Linked DNA regions of Mus musculus: region 1 is linked to region 2. The links are chromatin contacts, called in public HiChIP or PLAC-seq maps. All regions are on one chromosome and are shown on one strand. Each heading gives the region's core, a stretch centred on a gene start, on an enhancer-like site or on the middle of the called end of the contact. The rest is flanking DNA. Distances are from core to core; before and after follow the strand shown.

Region 1 (4,861 bases), core at 881-3,380, 310 kb after region 2:
GTTGAAGACCTAGAAAATGACATCTCATTTGAGAATAGAGTGTGGTTATAATCAAAATGAGATGGCTAACTGAAACACAAACCTCTCTAGCCAATGCCTGATGCCTTTACCTAGAGGAAGAGAGCTAGAGACATTGGAGAAAGACTATGTAGGGATGGACTTATCTAGCCACAAACCAGGGAAAGCCAGAAGCTGAAAGTGGCCAGTGGAGTCTCTCCCAGAGTCTTCAGAAAGAGCATAGCTCTACTAACATATAGATTTTAAAAATTATAACCCCAGAATAGAGAACACATTTCTAATGTTTTAAGCTCCTTATTTGTGATCATGTTACAATAGCTATAGACAATTATGATACCTTTCTATAATCTACATCATCAAACCAAGAATAATCTTTTTTTCTCTAGACAAGTTTCACCTATCTCAGACTATCTCAAACTCTATGTAGCTTAGGGTGGCCTTGGGCTATTATTGATTTTCTTATTTCCACCTCTCAAGTGCTGCCATTACAGGCATACACTGCCCTGCCCAGTTAATGCAATGCTAATATTCAAATCCAGGGCTTTTTACTAGACAAGCCCTCTACCAAGCAAGCAACCGTGGCCTCAGAAGAGCAATCTATTTAAAATGTAACTCTGGTCTTTATAATCTAAATACCACCAAGCCTACCTATATCAAAGTCTTTCCAGGTGCTAATAAACTGCCCTTGATCTCCTTCTGTTTTCCCCTCACCTGTTTCATGGCAGTAACCCCCATCTCCTTGCTGTTCCTCGAGCAAGCAAAGCAGTCTCCTACAGTGAATCTTTGCCTCTATCTGGAAGGCTCCGCCTCTGCTAGTCATGTGACTCCTCTCAGCTTCTTCAGGCTTTGTTCCCTGTCACCTTCTGGGTGAGGAATACTTTGATGAGCTTCCTAAAGTCACAATCAACCACTCTTTTCACTACCAAAGTTCTTTATTGGGCTCTAGTTTTCACACACATTAATGCCCAGTCATAGAACAAGCGGCTCATTGATCATTTAGTTATTTCCACAAAGCTGAAACATAACCTGTACGAAGTAGAAATTCCTTTCTTTGACCATTAAAGAGAGCCAATAGAAGGCACACAGTAAATATCTGTTGACTGGATAGATGAGAATGAATGGAAAGGGTTCTGTCCAGGTAAAAGTGGATTCTTAACAACAGGCATCTTTTAGGGGAAAACAATTCTCCTCCCCATGGCTTCTGAAGTTTTAATTCCATGGTCAATTTATTTCCAGGCCATATTCCCCCAAATCCAATTTAAGTTGGGATTTTCCCAAGTCAATTAGATGGGGCTTAAATTAGAAAAGGTATATAAATTCAGCTGACACTGCCCTTGGCACAGCCCAAGTGCCTGATAAATTATTTCTCCTCTTCTTTGCAATCACTAAAGGATTTGAATATCCTGAAGGAGTAGGTTGCAGATTTCTCTCATATGTGTTATATGAATGTGTGCGTGTGCGTGTGTGCGTGTGTGTGTGTGTGTGTGTGTGTGTGTGTGTGTGTGTGTGTGTGTGTGTGTGTGTATTGACAGAAACAAATGGTCTGGGGCCACACACACTGAGCCAGGAGCTGCCCTTCCAGTCTTGTGGATAAGTAATGATGTAGCAATGTGGTGACCTTATGGAGTAACAGTGTTACAACAATGAGTGATACATTTCTGCCTTCCGCAGGCAACAATCTTCTCTCAGTTTGTAACTATGTGTTACAATTTGTAACTATTTGTAACTACTGACCTCCCTTCCTTGCCTCTCAGTAGCCTCTGGAAATCTGTGTGATTGCACCACACAAACATAAGAAGACCCAGAGGAAATAAAAGCCAGATCGAGTTCACCATCACATACTGCACCACCACTATCTATTCACAGGTTGGTTCAATCTTATCATAGGGACTTAGCTTTCTAGATACCAATGAAGTCACTTGGCAGTGTCTACCCTTACTGCAGAGGCACATGTATTTCTTAAAGCAGAACCTGGGTGCTGACATTTGCCCCCACACGGCTTTCTCTTTTCTTTTTTTGACTTTGCAATGAAATCATAATTCATTTCTCTGCAGGGCACCTTCCAGTAAGTTTGTGGCTATAACATCGGTGAAATACAAACCACATCCTGGAGTCTCTAGAAGAAGTAAGAACCCACTTGAAAATGTCTAGAGGGGAGGTTGGAGGTGGCTCAGTGGTTAGGATCTGAGTTTGGATTGCCATTGTCCACGTAAAAGCTGACAACAGCAGCGCACCCCAGCACAGGCAGGTTCCAGGGGCTCACTGGCCAGCCAGTCTCGTCAAAACAGTGAGCTCCAGGTTCAGTGAGAGACCCCCATCTCTTTGTCAGGTATAGAAGCAATTGAGAAAAATGCCCAAACATCATCAAACTCTGGCTTCTTCAGTCACCTGTGTGGGCAAGCACACGGGCATGTACATGAGTGTGCACATATGCATGTACATGCACACACACACACACACCTGCATGCATGCATGCATACGTACATATGTACATACATACATAAAAGAAAACTAAAGAGACAGAAATTGCAAGTGAGAAGGCCTCTTACTCTTCTATACACAGTATCTCATTTCATTCACTCAAGAGATGAGTGTCACAAAGATATAGATAAGAAAACTATCAAAAACTTATTTTCAGAAAGTGAAACTAGGTCACTGTGTCTACCAGGGTAAATTCCCACAAACCTGGCTTAAAGAGACAGAGGCTCATCCTCTTGCCATTCTGGAAACCTGATCCTGGTTTCCAAAAGCCTGGATCCTAGCATCAAAGTTTTGTCTCAACAGAATCATTCATTCACTTTCACTCATTCATTTAACAAATATTTACCGAATGTCTTCCATGCATTACAAGGACTGGAAGTTTCTGGGAGCTCCTGAAAGAGTCCCTCCTTGCATCTCTCCTAGTCACTAGCCAGCAATCCCCAGTGTCCTGTGTTCCAATCTCAACCTTGCTGTATAGCACAGCCTTCTATTAGCTTATTAAGATACTACTCATTGAGTTTATAGCAAAAAAAAAAAAAGAAAGAAAGAAAGAAAGAAAGAAAGAAAGAAAAAAAACTCTAAGCTAGTCACATCTGTGTTGATTGTTTTTTGTCAACATAGCTAGTGTCATTTGGGAAGAAGAACCTCAATTTTAAAACTCCCTCCATAAGATTGGCCTGTGAGCATGTCCATGGGTTATTTCTTTTCTTGATTAATGATGGATGTCAGTGGTGCTGTCCCTGGGCTGGTGGTCCTGGGTTCTATAAGAAAGCAGGCTGTGCAAGCTATGTAGAGCAAGCCAGTAGGCAGCACCCCTCTGTGGTCTGTGTTTCAGTTCCTGCCTCCAGGCTCCTGCCCTCGGAGATGGAGTATGGCTTAGTTTGTAAAATGAAACAATTCCTTTCCACGCCTAAGCTGATTTTGTTCAGTGTTTTACCACATCAAGAGAAAACGAATGAGGACAACCGTCTGACCCCACAACCTCCTTACATCTCCAAAGACCCTATTTACCTAATAAGGTCATATTCTTAGGATAAGGACTCGGGCATGTCATGGGGCCATACAACCCACTGTAGCCACTAAGAAGGTGGGAAACCCAGAACTCAGACTCCGCTCTGAGTGCAACATTCTAAGTACACATAGCCTCCCCTGGTTCTCCCAGGAGAGTAGGACAAGCCACTCTGGAGTGTCACTGGCCTGGGGACAAGTGCTTCTTCCCATGTCATCTTTCCCTGAGAGAAAAGTCTGGTTTCCCTTAATTGACCTAGATTCAAATGGAATGTAAAAGTCTCTCTCATAGATGCCCCATTATAACCTTCCTAGGAAAGTATGTGGGTGGCTGTCCTAATGCACTGTTACTCTAAGTTGAAGCAGTCCTGAGAATTGTCACACCCTGCATCAGAGCTTCCAGGAACACATTGCATTTATAAGGATAGAAGGATAGTGTTTAGGAGTTGTATGCTGCACCCACCCATAATGTCAAAATCCTCTTTAACTGTGAGAATGTTACGGAGTGCTATACAGTAGGAAGTAACTCAGTAAGTCTGGGTTGTCAAGCCCTGGACAGCTCAGAAAAAAAATGTATGGCCCTTTTCTGCTCCTGGGAGCTAACAATACAATTTTGGTATACTGTGCCTGAAAAGTGTCTGTTTCCCCGGGAGCCTAGGGCCCACAGATACTTGATGCTAAGACTGGGATTGATTCTTAGAGCCTTGGACCATGAGGTTAACCATGGTGTCTGCAGGGGCTGAGTAAGGGCAATCATATTAGCAGTGTGCCATGTCCGAACACTCCCTACCTTAAAAACAAGATCTGTGTGCTAGAGAAATGGTTCAGTGGTTACAAGCACTTACTGCTCATACAGAGGACCCAAGTTCAGTTCCCAGCACCCACATTAGTCAGCACACAACCACTTGTAACTCCAGCTCCATGAGATGTGATGTCCTCTTATGGCTTCCAGGGGTGCTGTACTCATGTGCACATACTCACACATAGACACACAATTAAAAATAAAATATCGTTTTAAAGAAAATCTGGAGACCATGGCTCAGGTGAACTTCCCTCTTGGCAATACTTTCCATGTCGTTTACACATTGTTGTGGGGAGAATTAAGCCTCACCCACATTTCTTCGCTAAAGAAAGAATTGGAAGGTAGTGGCCCTTCCCTCTTTTCTGCTGCTGATATTAATCGGTATTTTTTTTTCTGCTCTAACAAACCATAACCACTGCTATGCAGGTAACCAGCTGCATTCTGATGGGACCTGAGACCTAATCCCCAGGAGACAATTTGCATCTAGTTCTGTAAACCTGGTCAAAACTCCATGGCTTGGGAGGTCATAGAACCCAGGAAAGAATCTATTCA
Region 2 (5,248 bases), core at 1,642-4,141:
CCACCAATATCTTCTCTGGCTCCTCTCCTCTCCTCTCTTTTCCTCTTCTCTTCTTCTCTTCTCCTCTCCTCTCTTTTCCTCTTCTCTCCTTCTCCTCTCTCCTCTCCTCTCCTCTCCTCTCCTCTCCTTTCCCCACTTCTTTTTCTCTTCTCTAGTCCTATCAATCTTTCTTCTTGAATCAACTGTCTTCTCCAACCCTGCTCCTCTGTCTCTTGAAACGTACTCTTGTCTACTTCCCAGTCTCTCCCTTGCTACTCTCTCCTCTACTTCTCTCACCCTCTGCTGGCTTTTTATATCCTCTCCTTTTCCTGGAAGTCTAAGAGCTATCTGACCTTGGAAGCATAGGATTTTTTTTTAATATTTTTTATTACATATTTTCCTCAATTACATTTCCAATGCTATCCCAAAAGTCCCCCATACCCTCCCCCCCCCCACTTCCCTACCCACCCATTCCCATTTTTTTGGCCCTGGCGTTCCCCTGTACTGGGGCATATACAGTTTGCGTGTCCAATGGGCCTCTCTTTCCAGTGATGGCCAACTAGGCCATCTTTTGATACATATGCAGCTAGAGTCAAGAGCTCCGGGGTACTGGTTAGTTCATAATGTTGCTCCACCTATAGGGTTGCAGATCCCTTTAGCTCCTTGGGTACTTTCTCTAGCTCCTCCATTGGGAGCCCTGTGATCCATCCAATAGCTGACTGTGAGCATCCACGTCTGTGTTTGCTAGGCCCCGGCATAGTCTCACAAGAGACAGCTACATCTGGGTCCTTTCGATAAAATCTTGCTAGTGTATTCAATGGTGTCAGCGTTTGGAAGCTGATTATGGGGTGGATCCCTGGATATGGCAGTCTCTAGATGGTCCATCCTACTACATATGACATGGTTATCAAGCTCAGAAACTCACAGTGTGTGCAGCTATCTGCATAAAATCAAGACAGCCCAAATTCCAGATAAGCAATGAAAGTGTTCTCCAAGCCCTGCTCCTCACTGAGTAGCTACTGGACTTGATACCTGCAGAAGGAGGGAGAATTATCTTTCCTCCCAATAGCTCCATGCAATATTTTTGCAACATGTTTTTTGGTTTGCAACTTGTCATATGGTTCCAGAACAAAAAAGTAAAGAATGAGCACTTTCTTGGAAGTATCTCTTCGTCTTTAGAATAATGCAATGAAACAGGGCAGAAATCACATAGAAGATTAAATCTGATGCTAAATCAAACATGCAATAGGTATTATTAATTCATAATCTACTAAATTACTACTATGGTACTGGGGCCTAATTTAATAAAAATATGAATGAATGGATTGGGGATTTAATGACGCAGTATGACTTTAAATATATAGAAAAATAATTTTCAACTCATACAATTTTGGTTTTATGGCAATTTCTCAAAAACAACAACCCTCTGAAGTAAGAATAGCCATAATCTAAGTATATTTATCAGAGAAACTGAACAAATTCATGGAACCTGGTTTTTAGGGAGGTTCTTAACATCTTATTCTTTTCCTAATTATGAATAATCATCAATTATTGAATAAACTTAATTGTAGCTAATATATAGAAAGACTGTTGAGGGGTTTGGCATATATTATCATTCCAGAATGCCTTAATTAAAAATAATAGAAAAGAAAGACATGACCTAATTCAATTCTGGATTCTAAGAACAGCTTTCAATCCTGAAGTCTCAGAAGCAGCAGGGACATACTCTGGGAAAACTCATTACCTGAAAGGAGACTTTTGTTCACCGAAAAGCCTGCATTACAGAACCACGGAAGACATGAAAATACGCACAACTCTCCAAAAGGAAATGAAATCAGGTGCAGACTCAATGCCTATCCAATTTAGATGATGGATGTAGCCCTGCCTCCTATAATGCAGAATATTGACATACTGATTTTGGAAGTACAGGGTGCTGGGGGAATAGGAATAGAAATGGTAAGATTTTTGTATGATGGTCTGTATAGCTCCACTGCAAAGATGGGGGTGCATAGATGATTTTTCTAAAAGAAAAAAAAATACTGGTTAATTCTTTGAGACCAGACTTTTGAGATGAGTGGGGGCCAAAGCATGGGGCTTTGTGCTAAAGTCTAGGCTACATGTGTTCTACATGAACTCATAGAACCTTCAGAAGCCATCAGAGAGGTAGTTGTTAATCTTAATCTCTACTTTCTAAATGTGGAAACTGAGGTGCAGAGGTGACCTAACTTGCTCAAATGGCGAGTAAGTGCTGGGTCAGGGTCCAGACTTCAGCACCCTGGCGCCGGGGCCTGGCATTCAGCTTCTACACTTCATTCAATGCCATTTAGAGTTGATTCTTTATTGTATTAGGTTCACTTTTACCTTCTGCCCACAGAGCATCAATTTTGTATTGGCTTTGGATTTGTTGTAGCTGCAATCAATGTCTTAGAAGCGCGTTCTGTTCATCAAACACAACTCTCCTATAAGAATGTGAGTCTTAAGGGCTCTGTTTTGCAAACTGAGGTTAAGTATCAGTCTCTCAGAAGATAGCTAGTAACTCGTCACGCAGAGTCAGAGTATCAAATAATTAACAAGTAACCAGCCAGGGTAAGTTAGTGTCTAGAAGCCAATCAAGTCTCAGACACTGAGCTGTAAACTAACTCTGAAGGGCTGTTATTTTCCCCTCAGCTCCGTTTTCCTTTTCTTCCATTCCACAGAGTTTTAGTGAATATAAGACCACCCTGTTTGCATGTCATTTCCCAGATGCCCTTGAAGCCAGCTCTAGTTGGGCAATTAAGCGCCAACTGAAGGAATGTGAACAGGAGGAAATGTAGCAATTTCTACCAAGAAAATTGCTCACTGCAGACGTCTCCTCTTCCTGTTAGGTGAACAGCAGAGCTGTCACATTGACCAAGACCTGCCAGACTGCAAAGCCGCATTTCTTTGGTTCTAGAGATGAGTCATAGCTCTTAAAGAACTACTACTTTCACCCATCACATTGGACGTGTCTTGATGACAAGGCTATGTCCTGACAACAAGGGGTTTGTCCTGTTGTTTGTTTTCCTGGTAATAGCAGCTTAAGTTCCACCATGATATCAAATGACTGGATTTTCCAAGTAATACAGAGTCCGGGATCTAAGCATTCTGAGAACTGCCACCTGGCAATGTTCAAGATTTGCTAGTTAATGAACAGATCTACTGCCACTCAACAACCTGTGATTTCCCCGTGATATTAAAATGATGTGACTGCATAGTATTTAAAGAAGCAGAAGGAAATATGGTCATGATTTTTCTTTTTTTTTTTAGTACTGGGAATTGAACCCAGGGCCTGTGCCTTGTAGCTAAACACTCTATCATTATAATATACCAAGGCTCTCATGATATTTTTAAGTGGGAAAAAAACTGTACAAAATGGTCAAGAGTGATTTCTGTAGATCTAATGGTAGATCTATTTGTAGTGAGCTGGCGAAGTGGAAGGGTGTTTCTCTCCATTTTATGTTTTGTTTCTTTTCCTCTATCTGCCTTTACACTATTTTTTCCCTACGATTCATTTTTCTTAAACATTATTAAGATGAACTGAAAGTAAAACCTATGTGCAGACAAAAAGGCCACTCTTATAAATAAGGCTTCAAGCTGTAGTTCTCAGACAGCTGTAGGCTTTGTTCTCACTTGAGTAACAACAGACAAACGTAGGTTCAGGCTGGTTGGTCATGACTGTCCCCCACCAATCTTCCTGGGTGCTGGATTGTCTGAGCCTCTGCCATACGGAATGAGTAAATCCCAAGTTATCATAGTCACCTTCAGTCCCTTCACAAAGAGTGAAGAAAGAGCAGGGAGAAGTGCATGCCAGGTGGTTTAGATCCGGCAGTACACCCTGTACTCACACTGCAGTCATGAGCAGGCCTGTTGTGATGAACAGCACCACGGGATTTGCTCGTGCCGTAATGTCCCTGTTCCCAGCTCTTCATTCAGGTTAAATAAATGATTGGGGTGATTTGGTTTTATTTTTAATTCTTATAATTTTTTTTTTGTTTAATCTTAGTGCTGTTGAAAGATAATATTTCTATTCTTTTTTTTTTAATTCTTTCCTAAAGAGAAAGGAAGAAAAATTTCTTCTCTTTCCAAAAATTCTGGACAGAGCTTGTTATTTTTCAGCTTTGTAACAATCCCATCGATTCGAGTTGTGATTATGCTCATTTCTGAGCTAGTGGCACCTATTACTTATAGGTCAGGAACAGAGCTGACATTCAGTCCTGTCTCTAGGGTGAAGCTAATGAATTGTAAGATTGGTTCATGGTGAGCAAATTAGTTCTGAAACCAGGGGATTCACAAGTTTGGTATTTTCTTTCTTTGACTCACAGATTGCTGTCTGTGGATCCCTGCTGTTTGTCCTTTGGTTTTATAGACATAAGCTCTTTGCTCCCTTTTCTTTATCCTCTTCATTTGAATCCTGTTTGTCAGGTAAATGAGTAACTTCTGCAATGCGGACTATAGTCTGAAGAATCCCGTGGAGCTTATTTCTTCTTGTGATGAATTCTGGTGAAGGACATATTAAACCAACTTCCCCTCTCAACGGATGTGAAGTACACCCAGTTAGGGCTGTATTGCTTGCCTTCTGACTATCTGCTCCAGGTGGGCGCAGAGGGAGGGGTGTGGGTAAGAGCCTTGAAGTTCTGAGTCAGAAGTGAAGTCCTGATGGATGAATAAGTATGAAGCTGTGGGTCTCAGGTTAGGAAAAAAAGAAAGGGAATGAACAATGTTTGCAATGCTAATAACATCTCTGAGGACAGATTTCAAATCTGTACCTTAAACAGAAAAGTCGGTAGTCATGGGGAATTCAACACTCTAGGACCAGTCTCTATTGTTCCTATATTTTTTCTCTTCTACAACCAGTCTCCCTATTTCCTTAAAAAAAAATATTTTTTTTTGCCTTCTTTTCTTTTTCTTGATACATTCTTGGCTATTCATAGGGCTTCTTCATTCCTTAAGATGGCCACCAAATAGGCCATGCTAAAGCACACACATTTGCTGATAAGTATCCGAAGCACCAACTGCTAGTCCCCACAACAGGACGGCTGAGGCCAAACAGGATGCAGTTTCTGCTTCCTGGTACCTTCTATCTAGCCACTCAGGCTCTTGAGCATGAAGGGCAGAAAAGAAAAATCTCCCAGCAAGAGTCAGGAGACATGTCACTGACACTTAGGCTTGCATTTTCAAGATAAATAGGATCTTTCCAGGTAGAAAGGGATGGAAAAGTACCTTTTACCCAGAGAGGATACTGCAAACTCCT

What was found. HiChIP or PLAC-seq counts read pairs in DNA pulled down with a chosen protein or histone mark.
Region 1: a contact with region 2 is called in a BATF HiChIP or PLAC-seq map of CD8 T cells, with 10 read pairs. The contact joins two enhancer-like sites. A contact is called at or near these places in 2 of 484 Hi-C or Micro-C datasets (B cells and macrophages) and 2 of 115 datasets of contacts at active chromatin or transcription factors (CD8 T cells and Th17 cells).

Annotation. Positions count from the first base shown.
Region 1 is chr14:73,085,786-73,090,646 of GRCm38.p6, forward strand. No RefSeq gene overlaps it. Among named protein-coding and RNA genes, the nearest start is that of Gm35388, 15 kb to the right of the region's middle. Within about 2 kb of position 2,131, at least 35 of the 459 cell types and tissues checked have an H3K27ac peak or open chromatin away from gene starts, as enhancers often do. A contact at or near this core is called in CD8 T cells and Th17 cells, where this site is marked.
Region 2 is chr14:72,775,245-72,780,492 of GRCm38.p6, forward strand. The region is part of intron 5 of Gm35218 (a long non-coding RNA gene); the gene reads right to left. Among named protein-coding and RNA genes, the nearest start is that of Gm35218, 30 kb to the right of the region's middle. Within about 2 kb of position 2,892, at least 69 of the 459 cell types and tissues checked have an H3K27ac peak or open chromatin away from gene starts, as enhancers often do. A contact at or near this core is called in CD8 T cells and Th17 cells, where this site is marked.